2 separate regions of the Macaca mulatta genome follow, and region 1 is linked to region 2. Evidence: chromatin contacts called from public Hi-C data. All regions are on one chromosome and are shown on one strand. Each heading gives the region's core, a stretch centred on a gene start, on an enhancer-like site or on the middle of the called end of the contact. The rest is flanking DNA. Distances are from core to core; before and after follow the strand shown.

Evidence for each region. Hi-C and Micro-C count contacts between places; a contact is called where the count stands out from the background.
Region 1: a Hi-C map of liver shows a contact between it and region 2, with 3 times the contacts expected there. The contact joins the promoter of LOC114677702 here to the promoter of NOL7 in region 2. A contact is called at or near these places in 3 of 14 Hi-C or Micro-C datasets (CD4 T cells, fetal cortex germinal zone and liver).

What each region holds. Positions count from the first base shown.
Region 1 is chr4:169,541,331-169,546,030 of T2T-MMU8v2.0, reverse strand. It overlaps LOC114677702, which reads right to left and starts at 2,287. Exons shown (of 5, transcript XM_028847834.2): 1 at 2,237-2,287; 2 at 1,903-2,111; 3 at 1,282-1,635; 4 at 1,013-1,092. The coding sequence starts at 2,287. It overlaps SIRT5 (sirtuin 5), which reads left to right. Exons shown (of 10, transcript XM_015135582.3): 2 at 1,034-1,383.
Region 2 is chr4:169,500,200-169,504,659 of T2T-MMU8v2.0, reverse strand. NOL7 (nucleolar protein 7) reads left to right here and starts at 1,421. Exons shown (of 8, transcript NM_001261675.1): 1 at 1,421-1,703; 2 at 1,791-1,851; 3 at 2,542-2,603; 4 at 3,808-3,839; 5 at 4,093-4,174. The coding sequence starts at 1,438.

The DNA of each region.
Region 1 (4,700 bases), core at 1,038-3,537, 41 kb before region 2:
TTTGTAGTGACATGGGTGCAGCTGGAAACCATCATTCTCAGCAAACTATCACAAGAACAGAAAACGAAACACTGCATGTTCTCAGTCATAGGTAGGAATTGAACAATGAGAACACTTGGACACAGGAAGGGGAACATCACACACTGGGGCCTGTTTTGGGGTAGAGGGGGAGGGATAGCATTAGGAGATATACCTAATGTAAATGACGAGTTAATGGGTGCAGCACACCAACATAGCACATGTATACATATGTAACAAACCTGCATGTTGTGCACGTGTACCCTAGAACTTAAAGTATAATAAAAAATAAATAAAAAGAAAAAAAGAAACGAGCATTCTCAGCTGTCTACTGTTTAAGAAAACAATGAACTCTGTTTTGCCCTCTGAGCGATTTCTCCAGGACTGCCCTAGTTAACACTACTATTCAACAGTTTTGTGCTTTGAGCAGTTATTTGACCTCCCTGGCTCTCAGTTTCCCCACCCATAAAGTGGGGACAACAGTACCTATTTCATCAGGTGGTGGGTATGATTTAAATTGGTTAATAATGTGAAGTTCTTAAAAGTGTCTGGCTCAGAGTAAGCACCATACACGTTAGGGGAAAAAAAAGCAGCGGGATGTGAGGCCCTCCCCAATTTCGTTACTCCATAAACCCCTAAGTTGCTGGTAACACCTGCAGGAGTGAGAGGGGCTTCAATATGGGCTGAATTTCCAGCCAAACTGTGGAAAGTGGCTGAGATTTTAGGTAGGCAAAAAATGTTAATGTAACATTTTTGGCCCCCAAGTTCTCAGACCACTTACTTCCCTTTCTAGTCCATTGACATGCCCGCAAGCAATTCCATTCTGCCAAGAGGTGCTGGTGGTAAGCCCAAATCCAAGAAAAGGAAAGACTCCGATTTTAAGGGAACGGGGACCTGCGGAGCCACTTGAGTCACCGGGGCTCTCAGCTCAGCAGTCAGAGCGCACTCATCACTGCGTTCGAGGTTAGGTGGGCTGGCCTGGGAACCAACTCACCATCATTTGAAATCGTTTCAGGGAAAATGACCCCAACACTTAAAATCCTCTGTCCTGAAGTTGTGTGATCCAGCTGTTTGCTGAAGGAGGAAGCAAAGCCGATAGTAACTCACTACATATTTGGGCAGTGGAATGAACCCTGGAAGGTGACAAAGACGAAGAAAGTCACCGCGCCTCTTCCGACCCGCCGCCCCCTACCCCTACTCCCACTCCCACCCCCACCCCCACCCCAAATAAAGCACAGACAATCCTTCAATTATAAAGACAACCCCGGCGCCCGGGTCTCCGGCAGGGGCCGCTGCAGCCGAGCAGAACGCTGAGCCGCTCCGCCCCGCGGCCTCCTCTCCAGCCGCCGCGCCCGCCTCCTGCAGGTGCGTCCTTGCCCGCGCCGGGCCCGGGTCTCCGAGGCCTCTCCGGCTCTGGCTCCAGCTACTGGGTCCCGACCGCGCATTGCTCTCCCGGGGTTGCGCGCACAGCCCAGGGCCGGCCGCGGGCTGGCGGGCGGAGGTAGCGCTGGTCCGCGGTGCGCATGCGCAGCCCGGCCTCTGCCCTGCGGTCCTGGGCTGGTGATTGGGTAGCGGTTGGAGGAGGGGATGTGGGGGATGGTGGGTGGGTACGGAGAGCTGGGAGGGAGGCACCCCGGGGGGCGGGGCGTGGGAGACTGTCTTCGGGGGCGCGAGCTGCCCCAGGTGAGCCGTGCCTCAGGTCGGGTGCGCGGTCAGGACAAAGCGCCTCTAGGAGAAAGCCTGGAAGGCGCGCTCCAGGGGGACCCCGAGCTCTTAGCGGGCCGGCAGCACGTGCGGGGCCCAAGGTCATCCGGGCTCTGCGTGGGGTCGTTGCGGCTGGAGATCAGGGAGGGGGCAGGAAACGGAGTTGGAAAGTAATCCCACCCGAGCGGGTGGGCCTGCGAGGCCGCTGTGCTGGGGAGCTCCACGAGGGCTCCGAACAGAGCCTCCCTTTTCAGAAAGGTCACCCTGGTCACTGCGGCAGCCAGGATGACCGAGGAAGGTGGCCGGGGTGGAGGCAGTGGGCGTGGAGAGGGGTGGGATTCCGGACGTAGTTTGAAGGTCGAGCCGTCGGGATCTGCTGAGCAGCTTGGCTATGGGGCGTACGAGAAGGGAAGGCTCAGGGCCTAGTCCCTGGGCCCGAGTAGCAGCCGGGAGGATGGTGCCCCAGTGCTTCGGGAGGAGGAGGCTTGAGGACGGCTCTGGAGCTCAGGCTTGCCCGCGTGGAGTGGAAGCTGCCTCTTGGACCCAGGGGGCGGGGAGGCCGCATGCAGTCTGGAGCGCTGGGAAGATGGGAGATCCAGAGAGGCAGGGCTGGAGGAGTAGGAGGAAAACCTGAAGGGGGTGGCGCCCGGAAACCCGGGAAAGTGATGAACTGGGTCAGAGGCCGGCTGTCAGCAGATAGGAGGGTGGAGACGACCTTGAGGAAAGCAGATGATGGAACGGGCGGGAGTGGGGCCCCCTAGTAGAGACACCTGGGACTGATGTATTGCATTTATTTAGCTCATAGGCGTTCAAAAAGTATTTATTCGGAGGCTGTACAACTTTTTGCAGTTCATTGCATTATACTTAGCATGTATTATGTTTTATATAAATATGTAAATATATATTTATATATTTAATATTGACAAATTTATATATAGGGTACAATGTAGTGTTTTGATATACGTATACATTTGTAGAAAGATTAAATCAAGCTAATTGACATATCCATCACCTCACCTACTTATTTTTTGTGGTGAAAATCTACTCTCCTGGAAATATACAATACGTCATCAACCGTGGTCACGATGCTGTGCAGTAGATCGCTAAAACTTAGTCCTCTTATCTAACTAAAACTTTGTATCCTTTGACCAACATCCCTCCCTTCCCCATCTGCCCTCCCCCAGGCCCCTGGTAACCATCATTCTACTCTGCTTCTATGAGTTCAACTTTATTAGACCCCAAGTATATAAGTGAGATCATATGCTATTTGTCCTTCTCTGCCTGGCTAATTTTACTTGGCCTAATGCCCTCCAGGTTCATCCACGTTGTTGCAAATGACAGAATTGCCTTCTGTTTTAAGACTGTATAGTATTCCATTGTATATATGTGCCACATTTTCTTTATCCCGTCCTCAGTTGATAGATACTTAGTTGCTTCTGTATCTTGGTTATTGTGAATAATGCTGAAAAGAACACAGGAATGCAGATATCTCTTCAACATACTGATTTCAATTCCTTTGTATATATACCCAGAAGTAGGATTTCTGGGTCATATGGTAATTCTATTTTTAGATTTTTGAGGAGCCTCCATACTGTTTTCCAAAATGGCTGTACTAATTTACATTCCACCAACAGTGTACCAGGGTTCCCTTTTCTCCACGTTCTGGACAACACTTGTTGTCTTTCATCCTTTTTATAATAGCCATTCTAACACGCGTGAGGTGGTAGCTCAGTGTGATTTAACTTGCATTTCCCTGGTGATTAGCGATGTTGAGCATTTTTTCATGTATTTGTTGACCATTCATATGTCTTCTTTTGAGGAATACCTGTTCAGGTCCTTTGTCCATTTTTTAACTGGGTTATTCGTTTTGTTTTGCTATTGAGTTTCTTATATATTTTAGATATGAGCCCCTTATCAGATGCATGGTTTGCAAATATTTTCTCCCAGTCTGCGGATTGTCTCTTTACTCTGTTAATTATTTTCTTTGCTGTGCAGAGGCTTTTTAGTTTAATGCAATCCCACGTGTCTATTTTTGCTTTTGTTGCTTTTGGGGTCCTATCCAAGAAATGATTGCCCAAACTAATACGAAGTTTTCACCTATGTTGTCTTCTATTAGTTTTACAGTTTCAGGTCTTACGTTTGAGACTTTAATCTATTTTGAGTTGATTTTTGTATATGGTGTGAAATAAGGATTCAATTTTGTTATCCAGCATGTGGATATTCAGTTTTCCTGATACTATTTATTAAAGAGACTTTCCTTTCCCCATTGTGTGTTCTTAGCACCTTTGTCAAAAATCAATTGACTGTAAATACTTGGGCTTATTTCTGGGCTTTCTATCCTATTCCATTGGTTGATGTGCCCATTTTTATGCCAGTGCCATGCAGTTTTGATTACTATAGTCCTATAATATATTTTGAGATTAGGGAGTGTGATGTCTTTGGCTTTGTTCCTTTTGCTCAAGACTGCTTTGGCTATTTAGGGTCTTTTGCAATTCCATATGAACTTTAGGATTGTTTTTTCTATTTCTGTGAAAAATATTGGAATTTTGCTAGAGATTACATTGAATCTGTAGATTGCTTTGGGTAGTATGGACATTTTAACAACCATTAATTTTTCTAATCCATGAACATGGGATACCTTTACGTTTATTTGTGTCTCTTTTCTCACATCAATGTTTTATGGTTTTCAGTGTACAGGTCTTATACCTCTTTGGTTAAATTTACCTAAAGTTTTTTTTTTAATGCTATTATAAATGAAATTGTTTTATTATTTTCTTTTTCATAGAGTTTGTTGTTAGTGTATAGAAACACCACTGATTTTTATATGTTGATTTTGTATCCTGCAACTTCCCTGAATTTGTTTATTAGTTCTAACAGTTTTTTTTGGTTGGATCTTTAGGGTATTCTGTATATAAAATCATATTATCATCAAACAGGGATCATGCTGATAACATGGTCTTATATATAGAAATCTCATA
Region 2 (4,460 bases), core at 172-2,671:
TTAGACTAAGGCCTACAGATTTCAAACTGTTCTTTGCAATTCCTCTCATAATGAACCTCTGGTTCGGCAGCTTTTTTTGTTGTTGTTCTTAAGTTTTACCATTTTTGTTCCTATTTGGTTTTGTTGTTTTTAAATTGGGAACTGCTTCTAAAACAGAAGACATGAAAGGAGAATTAAAAACACAATATATGTGTGAGATAGAATTATTCAACTTAGCATTTATTAAACATCTGCCATATGATAGACATTAGAAATAAAATGACTAGCAAGACCTGGTCCTTCCCCTCGGGAGTTCACAGAACGGCTGGAGCAACTGTCATACAAACTGTTACGCAGCGCAGAAACTACATAGACATTTGTGCGGGTTCAGACCACAGCAGATAGAGGTGGGCAGAGTGGGATGGGGTAGGGGGTAAGGTGCTTGAAGTTTGCCTGGGTGGGAATTTTTGAAGTATGAAAAGGACTTCTGCCTGGGGGATTGCAGCAGTAGAGGGAAGAGCACGGTCGGTACAATTGCATTGCAGGTGTGAAACGGCTTGATTTGTTCAAAGAATGATGGATCATTTAGTATTGTATAATGGATGGGAGGAGAGAAACACGGCGATCACAAAGGGCCATGTTTGCCAAGAAATAAAATATACTTGGAAAAAAAGAGTACGTATGTGTATATACGACAAAACTCGGGTGCATTCTGTAGGGACCGGCGAAGCCATTCCTTCAGGAGATTTGCTCAGCATTGCCACGGGCCAGCTGCTGCTCCAGGCCGTGGGTTAGGAACCAGGAAGGGCATCGCTCCCACAGGGCCCACATCCTAACGGGCCTCGCCGCGGCTAAGGGGCTGGGCAGGCCGAGGGCGCCGGGCTGTGCAAATTTCTTTAGAGCCGAGGTCTGTGGCCAGCGTCTTCGTCCGTCACAGGAGGGCTGACTGGCCACGGCGGCCATCTGCTAGAGCGCATTTCTTCCCATGAAACGCCATCTCCTCCGAAGTGCGGAGCGAACGCAGCCAAATCTACAAACACTGATAAGCTGGATCCACCTGACGGAACCCAGGGCCAAAAAACTGCGGCGAGCAGCGCCTCGGACCCGCTATTACCGGTTTTCTAAGCACTGGACAGTGAGCCGTGCCAGCCCTGTCTCGCCATCCCAGCCGAGGAGGGCAGCGCAATGGCTCTTCCCTGCCTTGAAACCAGCCCCACTGCCAGCCGCTCTCGCCCGCAGAGCATTTTCCGTGGCGTCCAACCGACCCTACGGCGGCCTTGGCGAGCCATGTGGAAGAAACACACCCACTGCCCATAGGCCACGCCCTTCCTGGCTTCGCGCATGCGCCCCGCCCGTCCTGAGGACCTCCCAACCTGCAGGGGGCGATGAAAGTCCGCTTGCGCTTCGCTTGCAGTTACTTCCGAGTCAGAGGTCAGACGGTCTAGCGCTGCGTGGGACATGGTGCAGCTGCGACCGCGCGCGTCTCGCGCCCCGGCGTCGGCGGAGGCGATGGTGGACGAGGGCCAGCCGGCCTCGGAGGAGGAGGAGGCGGAGCACGGGCTGTTGCTCGGTCAGCCCAGCAGCGGCGCGGCCGCCGAGCCGCTGGAGGAAGACGAGGAAGGGGACGATGAGTTTGACGACGAAGCCCCGGAGGAGCTGACTTTCGCCAGCGCCCAGGCGGAAGCGAGAGAAGAGGAGCGGCGAGTGCGGGAGACCGTGCGCAGGTTTGGAGCCCGCGGCCGGGCGGGGAGAACCGCCCCTTCTCGTCCCGCTTGTCCTTCCCTTTGCTGACTTGTCACCCTTCCTCCCAGGGATAAAACGCTCCTGAAGGAGAAGAGGAAGCGACGCGAGGAGCTGTTCATCGAACAGAAGGTTAGAGGATAGGGGGGAGGTGTCTTATTAAAACAACCTGGCCTGCGGATAATTCTCGTGGTGGATGTAATTTGGGTTGGTAGGATATTGAGTGGGGAAAAAGTCACCAAGATTTTCTCTGACAGTGGTAGAAAGATGCTTGGGCCGGGCGCGGCAGTACTTTAGGGGGACTGGGTGGGCGGAGCCCGGGATGTCGAGGCTGCCTTGAGCCTAGATCACACCACTGCGCTCCAGGCTGGGCGACAGAGCGAGAGACCCTGTCTCAAAAAAAAAAAAAAAACTCGTCTCCTTTAGTGTCCACCAACTGAAAATAAGAGGTTGCTGTGAGAATTAGGTGGTTTGTAAACTGTAAGGGCTGTACAAGACTTGGTGTATGGTTGCTTTGCTGTCTGGTACACACTCGACACAGAGAACTGGCTCCAGGTGGACATTACTTAACGGCTTTCAGTTTGTAACAGTGACCTGAGGGTTGGAATACCGTGGGCACCTTTTCCAGTTTTCATCAAGTCTTTCAGAGAATATGGAGTTTTGTGGACCCAATCTTCCCATAACTTGGAGTGGAGGCAGTTTCCAACCTAATTCATTTCTTTGCCTAGATGTAGGGCATTCTTAGAAGTAGTAACTTCAGAAGCAACTCCGGACATACTGTGTACATGACTTTATTAATTTTAAACGTTTTCATTCCAAAAGAAAAGAAAACTCCTTCCAGACACTATTTTAGAGAAGTTAACCACAGCTTCACAGACTCTTAAGTAAGTAATGGATCTTCTTATATTACTTGCTTATATACACTCATCTTTGAATTATATACTGGTACATTTATTTGACTCCATATAGCTGAAGGAATTGTAGAACCCAAATTTAAAAGCTACCTTGGTATATGAATTTGGTGCGAAAGGAGGAGGTAACTTTATGTTTCACTTATTTTGCCATTTTTTGAATTCCTGATCCCATTGTGTTCATTCAGTACATTTTGTTGATTGCCTGTTATTGTACTAGGGCAGAGTAGGTGGTGGTGAATACAGAGTGTTTTGAATCATTTAGTGGGGTAGCAGGCACTTATCCACAGGCTCTGAAAACTCAATTTGTCCCATACTTGCCTTACCTACCACCAACCTGACCTTCCTCCCTGTTCCCCACTTCATTTAGCATCTTTGGTGTTTTATGGTTTAAAGCGAAAAGGTATAGTCGTCCTTGAGAATCGGTCAAACCCTACTAAATTTAGCCTTCTAAATATTTGTATTTTTTGTTTCTATCCTCTTTCTCCTTAAGGCTTTAAATTCAGAAATTTAGCCCCTTTTTGCTTAGGCCAGTGGCTCTCAAATTTTCAGTAAAAAAAACTACCAAGAGTTACTCAGATCCTGAATACATTAAACATAAGAGCAAATCTATTTGGTGGCAAATTCCCTTTCATCTTTTAAAACCAAGCTCAAGTGTCATCTTTACCTTTTCAATTGGCCCGCCCGCCTCCCATCACTTCCGCTTTTGTGTGGCCTTTCTCCTGTGCAAATGCTTGTGTATTGTATTCTGTCCATTTACATTTCTCTCTCCATTGTTCACTGTCTCCTGTGCCTACACTATTAAATTAATCCTTTGTGATTTCTCCAAATGAAATGAGGCAGGCCTACTACCATTCACTTCATATTTCAAATACTATATAACTTGTTATTAAGTGTTTCACTTGAACTCCATTGCCCATAGCATTTTGCTGCTTTGGAAGCCTGCTAATAGGCTTTCAGATTTACATTGTGAAGATCTTCCAATGATTGAGAGTTGGTGGCAGTGTACTGGGGAGTGACTGTTGCTTTCCAAACTGAGAGCTCCTGAGTAGAAATTGAGGGTGTTGGTAATGAAAGGGAGTGTCTTGCTTGTAAAGTCAGATGAAATAATATAACATATTTTGAGTAACCTTTGCTATCTGCCATTCCAGTCAGTGGTTTTGTTTTTTTCCCTTAGTGTCAAGAAATCGCCAGGAAAGGTCAAAGAAGGTATGACTATTCTAATTTAAATAACTTTTCACGTAAGTGTCAAGTGCACTTGCAGATGTTTCCAGTCAAATATGAATGGCCCTTAGAAAGCCACGGGCCTGGCCAAGGTTAGCTGGGGCCTATTCCCTGTATTTCATACAAATAAAAACTGCATCCACATGGGTGTGTAGTGGATGCTTAAAGTGAACTCCAGTAAATTTCCTGATTTATTTTTACATGAATGCTAATTAGCAAATGTAACTCCATTTTTTAGTTAATTTGCAAAAGAAAAATGAAGACTGTGAAAAAGGAAATGACTCCAAAAAAGTTAAAGTACAAAAAGTACAGTCTGTCAGGTAATGAATCTTTTGTTTTATTTGGGATATAAAGGAGACCTCTAAGAGAGTTAAAGTATTGGCTAACATGGGAAATATTTTAATTAGTAGTAATTTCAGATTGGATTCTCTGTGGAAAAATCAGTTTTGGGCTGGGCACGGTGGCTCACACTTGTAATCCCAGCACTTTGGGAGGCTGAAGCAGGTGGATTGCTTGAGTCCAGGATTTCAAGACCAGCCTGGGCAACATGGTAAAGCCCAGTCTCTACACAAAATAAAAAAAGTAACTGGGCGTGCTGGTGTGCTC